Regions from separate parts of the Mus musculus genome. Here region 1 is linked to region 2. The links are chromatin contacts, called in public Hi-C maps. All regions are on one chromosome and are shown on one strand. Each heading gives the region's core, a stretch centred on a gene start, on an enhancer-like site or on the middle of the called end of the contact. The rest is flanking DNA. Distances are from core to core; before and after follow the strand shown.

What was found. A called contact is a pair of places that touch in the nucleus more often than the background predicts.
Region 1: a contact with region 2 is called in a Hi-C map of uterus, with 5 times the contacts expected there. The contact joins two enhancer-like sites. A contact is called at or near these places in 11 of 484 Hi-C or Micro-C datasets (3T3-L1-derived adipocytes, cumulus cells, granulosa cells and 3 more) and 1 of 9 other capture datasets (embryonic stem cells).

Annotation. Positions count from the first base shown.
Region 1 is chr4:105,552,052-105,558,064 of GRCm38.p6, forward strand. No RefSeq gene overlaps it. Among named protein-coding and RNA genes, the nearest start is that of Gm40217, 240 kb to the left of the region's middle. Within about 2 kb of position 3,135, at least 17 of the 459 cell types and tissues checked have an H3K27ac peak or open chromatin away from gene starts, as enhancers often do. A contact at or near this core is called in uterus, where this site is marked.
Region 2 is chr4:105,704,387-105,709,908 of GRCm38.p6, forward strand. No RefSeq gene overlaps it. Among named protein-coding and RNA genes, the nearest start is that of Gm29922, 140 kb to the right of the region's middle. Within about 2 kb of position 4,190, at least 8 of the 459 cell types and tissues checked have an H3K27ac peak or open chromatin away from gene starts, as enhancers often do. A contact at or near this core is called in uterus, where this site is marked.

The DNA.
Region 1 (6,013 bases), core at 1,885-4,384, 150 kb before region 2:
TTAAACCATAGCCAAGATGCCCAAGGTATTAAAAAGAATGCCAGACAACATCCCTTAAATTTTAATCTTGGCAGCTAGTTCGCATCTGTCTTCCCCTTTCCAGGATATCCCTCTTTATTGTACTGTCCAAATCATGGAACTCTTAAAATATGCAGTTGGCTTAACACTGAGCAAGCCGTTTCCTTTCTTTTTGATAAATATTCCAGATTTTGAAAGAACACCTCTAAGAACCGATTTTACAATGAGATTTAAGAAAGGATGTCTATAAAAAGTAAATGTTTTTAATGTCCCTTGGATGACTTAGGAGCCTATGTTTTTTTTTGAAAAGCCTTGGTGAACACAGACCCTGGGAAATATCTTAAATACAATGGTTACAGGTACTTCAAGTGGCATCAGAAATGTGAAGAGTTCACTTGCTATAGTACCTCCCGCACACCAGAGGGCACTGTGCAGATTGTAATTATTTTTTCTTCATAGAGACTAAAGGTTGAACAATGGGATTGGCAGTCTTCCCCCACAAGGATCTGATAGTGTATCAACCTCTACACACCATCTAACATCTGTTGCAAAGCATTCAATTCTGTTATAGTAGGAAACAGCTGTAGATTCTATATGCTGACATGACTGTGTTTTAATAAAACTTTATTTATAGACACTGGACTATGAATTGTACACAGGTGTCACAAACAGTAGTGTTACTTTTAACATTTAAAAATTTAAAAAACATTTTCTGTTCACAGGTTTTAAAAAGTAAGCAGGACAGGGGGATATGTGAAATATAGTTTACTGATCCCAGGACCAGTTAATTATAATAAGAATAATAGTAACAATAGCAATTTACTACTATGTGGTAAGTACTATATACTTTTTATAATCTATTTTTCAAGTGATAAACGAAGACTTAGAATGTTCATTTGGGGAGTGGTACAAAGTTAGTAAATAGATGAGCTGAAATTTGATTACCTAATCTGCTGATCTCAAGCTCTGGCTCCCTTGTCAATGGCCTAGTCTCTCATCAAAAGCATGCAGTTTCATACTAATCTGTTATTGAATGACTCATGGTTAAGATCTGCAAGCTTGAGGACCGGGCATATGTCTCAATGGGTAAAAGTATTTGCTATACAAGTCTGATGTCTGGGTTTGATTCCTAGAATTCACATGGGAAAAGTTGAGAAGTGACTCCTACAATTTGTTCTATGTGCTCACCATGGCAAGTTCATACCTGTTCTCTCTCTCTCTCTCTCTCTCTCTCTCTCTCTCTCTCTCTCTCTCTCTCTCACACACACACATACACACGCATACACACACGCACATGCACACATGTGCAAACACACACATGCACCATATATCCACATAGTAATAATTAATATAAATTAAGTTAATAAAAATAAGAAAGACTTCCAGGCTTGGTAAAGAGAACACTGCTAAGAATTAAGAGACTTGAGTCTTGGCCTTACACATGCCAATAACTCTGTTCTTCAATGATCTTGTGTGTGTGGGGGGTGTTCTTTAATTTTCTGAGTCTAGTTTCCCTATCTATCACATGCAGGGACTGTATGAAACCAGTGGTCACCACTAGTTTCCTTGGGCAGTGGTGATTTTCTTCTTTAGGATCACTCATGCCTGCAGGACTGAGTACAGGCATCCAGTGGGCAGAAACCAGAGATGTGGCTGATCATCCCACAGTGTGTCCAACAGCCACACGTGGTGGATAATTCTGTCAACTTGACAGCTCACTAGTGAGATCTACCTTTAGATATGTCTGCCAGAACCTTTCCAGAGAGGATTAGCTAAGCAGTCAAACACTGCTCCCAGGCCCCTCTTCATGTGGGCAGCAGCACCCCACAAGCTGATGCTAGCATCTTAGGCTGTACACAAAGGGAGAACAAGAAAGCCTGCTGAATGCCAGCACTGCCTCCCTTCATCCTTTCCCACTGGAATGTAAGAAACCCAGCTGTCTCCTGCTGCTGCCACCAAGGATCAGATAGGATCACCTCCATACCTTCCCTGCCTTGATGGATCAGAATTCTTCAAACTGTAAGCCCAAATAAATCTTTCCTCTCTAAGTGGTTTCTTGTTAAGTGTTTGGTCACCTAACAAAAGCTCACCCCCTAACCAAGAACTGTTGTAAAACAACACTAGTGTTCATGTTGTGAAACCAAGACTTGGTCCTTCCACTTCCAGAAATCTGAGTCTTTAGAATTGTTTTTCCAGAAATTTATCTAAAATTCAAATGACTTCTTGTTTCTGAATCACACGTTCCTCCTTTGTGAAACAAAACAAAACAAACAAACAAAAAAAAAAACTAAACAGCGTAACCCTGAAGATTCTTTTGGCTTTAAAAGTATCAAGCCTGTGATTAACAGGGGAGTAGTGAAAATAAATGCTATGGTTTTAAATCTAAGATAATGCAAGTCATTTTACATTTTTGTCTGATTAAAACCAGTGCTGAGCAAGTCCTTAATCCCCACAGGAGAAGTTTGCAAACTTGAAGCCTGTCGTGAACTGAACCCAGTCTACAGATTCTTTTATTTATTGTTATTATTTTTATGGCCAATAGTGTATGTTAAAATTTTGTGAATTAGGGGCCAACAATGAAAGATGGAGTATATCCAGTAAAAATACAGACTTTCAACCTTCCTTCCTTCCTTCCTTCCTTCCTTCCTTCCTTCCTTCCTTCCTTCCTTCCTTTCTTTCTTTCTTTCTTTCTTTCTTTCTTTCTTTCTTTCTTTTGCCGGAAGACCTATAAACTCTGGCCTTCATTTTTGCATGACAGTGGTTAGGTCAAACTAAGAAAAGCTGTCTTCTAAATTCCCAGATCACCAGAGATCTTGCCTCACAGGTTTGGATCCCACCTGATTACTTTTCATTTGTTTCTATCACCTACCTGAGTGACCCCTCTACCAAGAGATTTACTATTTGTATTCTACAATCAACAGTGAGCATGTGGAATACCCAGAAACGCACTCCCTAAGCACTTAGAATTGTGTAATCTCAAAATAAAATAAATGACGTTAAGTGTGTGAGTTGAGTCCAAGCAGCCAAGGGGAGGTCAGAGTAGAGAGAGAAGGCTTTTCGATGCCTGTGTGAAACAAAGTGCTGAGATTTAATGACAGTGTGAGGCAATGGTGTTCTGTGTCTGCCAACTAGCGAATTGTGGTCCCGAGCTAGCTTATTGGGAGTGCAGTGAGCTGATGGGGCACTGGCCAGTCCCATTCTCACTGATGTACATGTACGTCTGAATCATCACACTTGTTTCCTGGAACAACATTTCATGTGCTGCTTTAACGAGGATTTGGACAATAGATTCATGAGATGACTTGGAATAGCTTCCCGTGAGTGAGATTCCAAATCTGGAGCCGTTGATTCTGGAGAACAGATGACTTGGGAGGTAAGGAGGGGCTCCCCCCAGATACTGGCAGCACTGTCTTGAGGGAGAACAGGTAAGCATCATGCCTTCCCACATCTCCTCAGGCTTGCCTTGAGCTCATTGTATAGCCTGATACCCACTGAAATTCTCTAGTCTCCCAGTGTTGGAATATTAGGTGTGTGCCACCATACCTTAACTTAGATGGGAAGCTTGGACTGTTGCCTGGCTGTATCTTACTATTTAGAAAACTGGATCTTCTATGCAGGTCAACATTCCAAGGGGGATGTATAGCTCTGTTGTGTTCGTTAAGAACCCACATATGTGCACATTTAGGCCCAGCTTCCCTTTTTGCTACTGTGAGCTCTTGTTGACGACTTACCTCCTCACAGCGGTACTCTCTTATTTGTAGATAATGGGGGTGTCACTCTTCTGTTATGGTTATTGTAAACACTAAAGAAGACATTTTATGTAAATGTACTTGTCTCTGGGCTTCTCAGCACTATTGACATTTTAGGTTAGGTATCTTACTCTTGTGGGAGGCTGATTTGTGTATTATGGTATGCTCTGTCCTCTTCCACATAGCGGTGACAATAGAAATTATCTACACACTTGCCAAATATCTGTTGGAGACACAATTTCCCTCTCATTGAGAGAAATTAACTTGTTTTTAGCTGACAGCTGGTGCCAAATGCTGGATATGCAAGTGAGGCCATCTGAGACCTGCAGTCAGTCAGTTTCCTGGCAGAATGCACACATATGAATGAGCCTGCCAAAACAAAACAAAACAAAACAAAAAACCAAAAAACAAAACAGAAAAAAAACACCAAAACACCAAAAGAACCATCTGCATAAAACTGTGAATCTTAGATGTCATTTATTATACCACGTTCACATTCGTTCTCCCTTCCTGCTGTCCTGGCCATGTTTCTTCTTCCATTTGCTTCTCCAGTTATTTCTCCATTCTGCTTTCTTATTACATCAATGCCTTTACTCTACTTCCTGACTCTCTTAAGATCTCTTCCTTCTCTCTCATTATCCCCTATCTGGAATCATGACCTAAAACAACACACATATATAAATATACATATATATAAATATATACATATAAATACATACATATATACATATGTCTATAAGTAATACAAATGTAAAGACACACACACACACACACACACACACACACACAACTTTAAGTCTAGGTTCTACCTAATCAGAGAAAAGATGAAGCATTTGTCTTTCTGAGCCTTGTTTATTTCACTTAACACTGTGACTTCTAGTTCTAATCATTTTCCTGCAAATGTCATGACTTTTGTTTTCTTTTTGGCTGCATAAAACTCCATCGTATATATGTATCACACTTTCTTTACACATTACTCTGTTGACTGATATTTCAGTTGGCTCTGGGAACAGTACAACAAGAAAAGATGTGTATTACATCTGTGGTATGTACCTGTAGAGTCCTTCAAGTATATACCCAAGAGTCATAAGGCTGAGTCACATGATAGTTCTGCTTTTCGTTTTTTGATGAATTGCCCCTCTGATTTCTACAGTGGCCACACAGCTGTCTATCTCCAAGTGCAATAAATGCTCATTCCTCTTTCTCTACATCCTCACCAGTGTTTGTTATCTTTTTTCCTTGTGATAGCCATTTGACAGGGAAGAGTGGAAGCATAACACACTTTTAATTGCATTGCTTTGGTGTCCAAGGATGATGAACACATTTCAAAGAATTCGTTTATTATTATAGTTCTTTTGAGAACTATCTACTCAGTTCATTTGTTATAAGATTATTTAGATTTTTGGAGTTCAATTTTTGCAGCTCTTTATATAGCCGAGATATTAATAATCCTGTCTGATGTGTAGTTGGCCAAGATCTTTTTCCCGTTCTGTCGGATTGTTGTTGGTTGCTTCCTTTGCTGAGAACTGACAAGTGGGACTTTTGAGTCTCACGTAGTCTCCCTTGTTAGTTCTCAGCATTCTTTCCTGAGGATGTGATGACTTTGGAGAAATCTTCTCATCCACTCCAGGAACCATTTCCTTTGGAAACCGAAGAGCCTTTTAGAAAGCTGGACAAGGGGCTTAGAGTCAAGGTTGAGCAAAGAGCTGAGAGAACTCCAAGGCCTCATGTGAGGGAAGAGTTGGCCTGCACTCAATGAATATTTATTGTCCTTAGGGTTGGAATTCTGATGAGTCATCATTTAAATTTCAGCATTGCCCAATCCGTGACCCATGTTCCCTATTATTTCATTATGAGTAAGATAGTGTTTTGTAGATGAGCTTTCTCTATCCAAATGTTGCATGAAGCTTAAAAATTGCTGGTTAAGAGTTTCTTTCCTGAAAACCCCACTTGAGGAACTTCATGGCCATTTAGATCCAAGACAGCCTGTGCATTATCTTGGTACTGTGATATTTGTGGTACCAGAAACCAAACTTATAGTCCCCTTTCAACCACATATCTAGCCTGAGTAATCTGTGAGTATTATGAAATAACTGTGTGTGTGAACTAAGGCCACAAAGAGCTGCTTCAGATCTTCTCTTCCTACTTATATCCCTTATTCTGGGGAAATGCAACATCTACACAGAAAACCCATACAGCTTTACTGGGACGTGTGTGAAATGAGGGCCATAGCTTCTTGACCACAC
Region 2 (5,522 bases), core at 2,940-5,439:
GCTCTCAGGTTTGGGCTACCGCGGAACAGAAAGAAGCCAATCGGCATCTTCCCAGCTCAACCTTGACACGCCCTTCCTGCTGCACAGCCATGGGCTCCGTGCTAAGCATGTGGGATCTGTGGTTTTTAGAGCTGTACTGTCCCGAGAAGCAGACACTGACAGAGCAGTGATCTTCATGACCGGTGGCAACAGACGCTTGCAAGTTGGCCACCTACCTGGAAAACTCTGAGACCCACTTTCTCCCTCAACTTCCGTCTACACAGATACCCTTCTGAAATTCCATTTCTAGGGCAATAACTCCTTCCTACAACCAGAGATGTTTTCTATTCTGTTGTCAGACCAGACCAAGGTTCCACAAATTAACAATAATGCTAGCTGACCACCCACGAGTCAGCAGAGAACAATCCACTTACCTATAGTGATCTCTCTCCCCCTCTTCCCCTCTCCCCCTGTCCCCCTCTCCCCCTGTCCCCCTCTCCCCCTCTCCCCCTCTCCCTCTCCCCCTCTCCCTCTCTTTCTACTCCAGGGAAAGATTAACCCTGGTGGAAAATAACTTCAGTTCCCTGCCCCTAACCACCACCATCACCACATTCATGCTATTGATATTGATCACTTTTGAAGCAATTGTCTGCCAATCATCCTCCTAAAGCGGCCATTCACCTAGATTCCAACAAATCTCATTCTCTCTCTCTCTCTCTCTCTCTCTCTCTCTCTCTCTCTGTGTGTGTGTGTGTGTGTGTGTGTGTGTGTGTGTGTGTGTGTGTGTGTGATACAGCACTATGATGAAGGAGTAGTTTTTCAGTTGAGGATCTCTTTTCCCAGATGGTTCTCTCTTGTTTGTATCATGTTGAGAAGGAAGCTAAACAGGACAGGGGCCTCCGTCCTTTCTTCCTCTGCTCTGTTGCTGCTGGCCTGACCATTTGTGCTTCTCACACACGTTTCCACAGTGTGCAGTCCAAACAAGAGGCCCAAAGGAGGCCACGTAATCACAGAGAGCAATCATCAAACTTCGAACTGAGATAAAACTCTCCCTTTTTAAAGTTAATTGCCCAAGGAAAGTTGACCAACATGTTGTAGCAGACTAAAATTGGCCCTGCCATTGGCTAAAATACATTAAAACTGCATTTTTGCCTCTCCAGACAGAAGCAGTACCTGTATTTCATCAGGGTACACACCACACAATTCCTCAGACTGTACATACGCTTCTTTTCCACTGCCAGTCTGGTTTTTTTTTCCAGTAGTGTACACACTTACTGACTCAACTCTTTACTCATGTCTATGTTGATCTTTGTTTTGTCCACTGGTCTCCTCCAGCTGGAGGAGAAATGCTACAAACATGGTCTTTGTTGAGTGATATATCTCAAGCACCTAAAACACTGGTCACATTCAGTCGATCTTTAATAAATACTTGTTGCATCAACGAGCAGGGAAGGAGGAAGCAGCTCACTGTCTTGCAGGTAAAATGCTAGGGACTCACTGTCCTGTTGTGGTTAAGCTGGGGGCGGGGGGGGGGGGAGGCGGGCGGACTAAGCAAAGGTTAAGAAGCACATTTATGAAGCAGATGAATAATGGCTACTGTGTTGTCTTTAATAATATTATTTGTTCTTATCCATTAGACCTTGAGTCTGGTACAGGGATTTGGCCCAGATAAAACGAACAGAAAAACCACGAGATCAGTGTCTTTGGTTAAGGTTTAATGAGCTCCCAGGACTGCATGTTGAATTTGGAGGACAAAGGGTCAGAGATAGCTCACGATTCCTTTCAGAAGAACTAACGGATCACTTCATTAACTTTCTTCAGGAGGAAAGAGAGCCACGGGAATAATGCAGACATTTGGAGGAGCCTTCTCTAGTCATCCCTTTAGGCTCTGAGGAAGAAAGACTCTTGCTGCCAGATCACATTATGCAACTGTGTGTGTTTCACAATCCATGATGCCACGATCAAGGATTTGAAATATCCTTCAAGAATGTGTTTAAGTTTGTTTAAAACCCAATGTTTTACTTGACCTCAGAAGCCTCTCTCTCTCTCTTTTTTTAAACTTTTCATGAAACTATGCTTCTGTTGCTTGTAAAATTTGAAAAACCTTCATCTCCCTTCCCCAGGCATTCACATACGGCTTAAACTAATTCTAACTGGGGTTTAGTGGTCCTCAGTCTTCCTGATGCTGCGCCCCCCTTTAATACAGGTCCTCACGTTGTAGTGACCCCCACAACAAAATCACGTTTGTTGCCGCTCTATGAGTGTAATTTTGCTACTTTTATGAATCATACTGTAAGTATCTGTGTTTCTGTGTTTCCGACAGTTCTAGGTCTACCTCCCTGTCCCTCTAACCTTCTTTTCCACCTGCCCAGTGTTGGAGGGTTAGAAGGGATCCTGGTGAAGAAAGGTGGTGGGTATAAGAACCCAATAAAGTAGCTTAAAAATCACAGTACAGAGAACTGCAAAGTAAAGGAAGAAAGTGGGAGGTAGGTAAAATAAAAGAATGTTTAAACCACCAAAATGGAAGCTGTACGAGAGTGGGTTTACTCTAACTATATAGCACATGAGAGGTATCTCCGTGGCGGTACAGTAAACATGTCACAAAGCCACCCAGGCTCCCTCTAAGACAGCAGGGGATTCTATGATTCGTTCAATATCTAGAGCATACATACAAAGGATATATATTCTTAACCATGGAATGCCAAACTTTAATTAGCTGATGCTTTTGAGTTGACATTGAGGTCTTTTCTATAGAATTGCTTAACTTGGAACTTAAAAAGGGTAATTAAAATAATCCTTTAAAAATCAAAATGAGCGTCAATGAATTCTTTGAATGATATATTATCACCCAGCAAACATAGACACCCCTCTTTCTCACCAGATAATAAACATCCTCTCTATGATGTCAGTTCTCGGTCTTTCCTCACACTTAGTTCACAGTTATAAGCAATATGCTGGAGCACATAGAGTCTTTCTTCTAGTCATTATAATTTTTTTCTGTAGAATGTTAGTTTTCATGGTCGTAGTTTTTTGCGAATGCAATAAGGTACTGTTGGACTTCAGTTGATTAGAGAATAATTAATAATTCTGTCTCTACTCCCCCTCTTTTAGATATGAGATATAATGTATCACTTGTCTCACTTAAGTAGTGACTTAACAATGAAGGAAAGTTGATAATCAGTCACTCAAACACACTATTCTGAACATGAGTCAAAACGTCAAAGTACATTTTATAAATATGAACCAATATTATAGTCAGTAAGAACGATGATCTTTCTGTCTTGAAACATGGTGCCATAAACTTAGCTTAAGATCGGGCACCAAACAACCTCTCACAGGAACTTGAGAGCATCATTTTCCTGCTTCCTATTTCTGCATACATTTCTCAGACAGTGCTGCCTGTGGTGGGGTGGGAGGGGATCCACACCAGTGTCGATGTGTGAGCTCTGCAGCAAGCCCACTTTCATTATCTCAGAAGTAGCTCTATGTTGGAATGAGATGGTGACTTGTGTGCAGTTCTCTTTCTCTTTAAACCACAACTAAAATAGTCAGTGGAATTTTAAAGGGATTAAAAAGGTGTCTTGAAGCCAAAAGAAAAAGGGATACCATTCGCATTCCAGTTATCTCCAAGAATTCTGGAACTGGACTGAAGAAATGATGATTCAAACCCATGCTTGCTGATAAAGATGCCCAATTTCAGAGCAGCAGGCGAAAGGGATTCCCAAAAAAATGGCAACAACAGCCCCAAAGAGATGAAAAGTAAGGCTGTGTGGAACACTCGCAGAGCAGGGTCAGGCTCTTTGTTATCCCGTTTGAGGTTTTGATTCTATAGCAGAGATCAGCAAGCTTTATAGAAAGAGGACCAGCTAGTAAATATTTTCAGCTCTGCTGAACATGTGGTGTCTCGTGACGACTCACCTCGGACATCACAGCATGAAACCACTCTTAGCGATATCTTAATGAACAAGCATGGCTGTGCTCCAATAAAACTTTATGGACACCGAGGTTTGAATTTTATGTAATTGTCATGTATCCATAAAATATTATTCCTTTTACTCTTTCCCAGCCATTAAAATGTTTTCTTAGCTCGCTGGCCTTTCAAAATTGGGTGGCAGACCAAGCTTGGCTGACCTGTGGTAGCTTGCTAAGCAATAACATCAGAAGGAAGCTCTGGTTAGGGTCCTAGAGCATATGGGATAACTCAGAAGCACTGAGACGGCATGGCAAGCATGCGCACCAGGAAGGAGGCCAGTGGAAGATGTACGAGTTGACTGCTGTGAAAACCCAGCCAAACACATTGCTGGAAAAGGACTATTATGCAATTACTCAGCAAACACACTGGCCCTCTCACACACACGTATATAACATTCACAGACACATGCGCACACACCCCCAAATGTCACAAGTAATGTTTGGCAAACCAGTCTGTTCAGGAGAAAAAGAGTCAAGAGAACTGGACAAATTATGCATTCAAATGATCCAAATAAACATTCAAGATGTACACAAAGAGAAATACCCATACATTTTACCCATACTCAAAATCCTTATAAATAAGGTATATTAAAACAAACTAGTGTAATTTAATATATAAAATTGATAAAAAGCTCAGGGCAGCAATATCTGAAAAAGCTACAAGAAATGTGGTTACTCTCACCCTGTTAACAACGGTGTATTGTAAAATCACCCTTCAGCAAGCCACTCTACCGAGAGGAGGAGTTTACCCTGGAGGATCAAACAATGCTACAACACAAAGATTTATGTGTAAGGAAATTGATTCTTTCGATATTCCTTATTGTAGAAAAACAATTGCATCAATTCCGTTCCCTAGGAGAGGACTTGGGTAAGTATGGGATACCCAGACGTAGAGTTCTATATGGCTAATAAAATGTTTATAGGTTTTGTTTTGACATGAAAATCTGCTTATAATTCATTGTAAGTGAAACAAGCGGGTTCTAAGGCAGCGCCTCCAATGTGACCTCCACACTGGAAGGATTTTGCAGTCCGTGTGTGCAGCGCGTGGTGCATAAGAGAGTTGTACATATGTTTATGGAACTAGGGAACAAAACTTGCATGGACATGCACTGATGATTTAGTAGTGGTGCTCTCCATGTGTGCAGCCATCTTGTTTATAGATCCCTGGGGGGATTATGCTTTGCATTTTATGGAATGGGATCGCTGGGCAGGAGTCCTTCTGACGTCTCATATGTTTTCAAGGGCAGTCAGTGTTGCTGGGCTGTGGTGCTCCCCTGTAGGAATATACCCCACACTGTTCCAACCAGCACGCCTCCTAACGCACATGTGCAGAAGGTTTCCTAAACGATTTCTTTAGGATGAAATCGATAAGCTGTGAGGACTAAGCATTTTTAACTTTATTACTTAATGCCCAAATTCATAGCCTACCAATAATATGATACCCATTGTCCCAGAACTCTGACGAACTTTTGGCTATGATGCCGTTGAATGTCATTCCTTTTCTTTTTAATCTTTGTCTAGAATGTTGATTATTTCTGTTATTCCAGGAGAGGGTATGGTCTTCACATTTC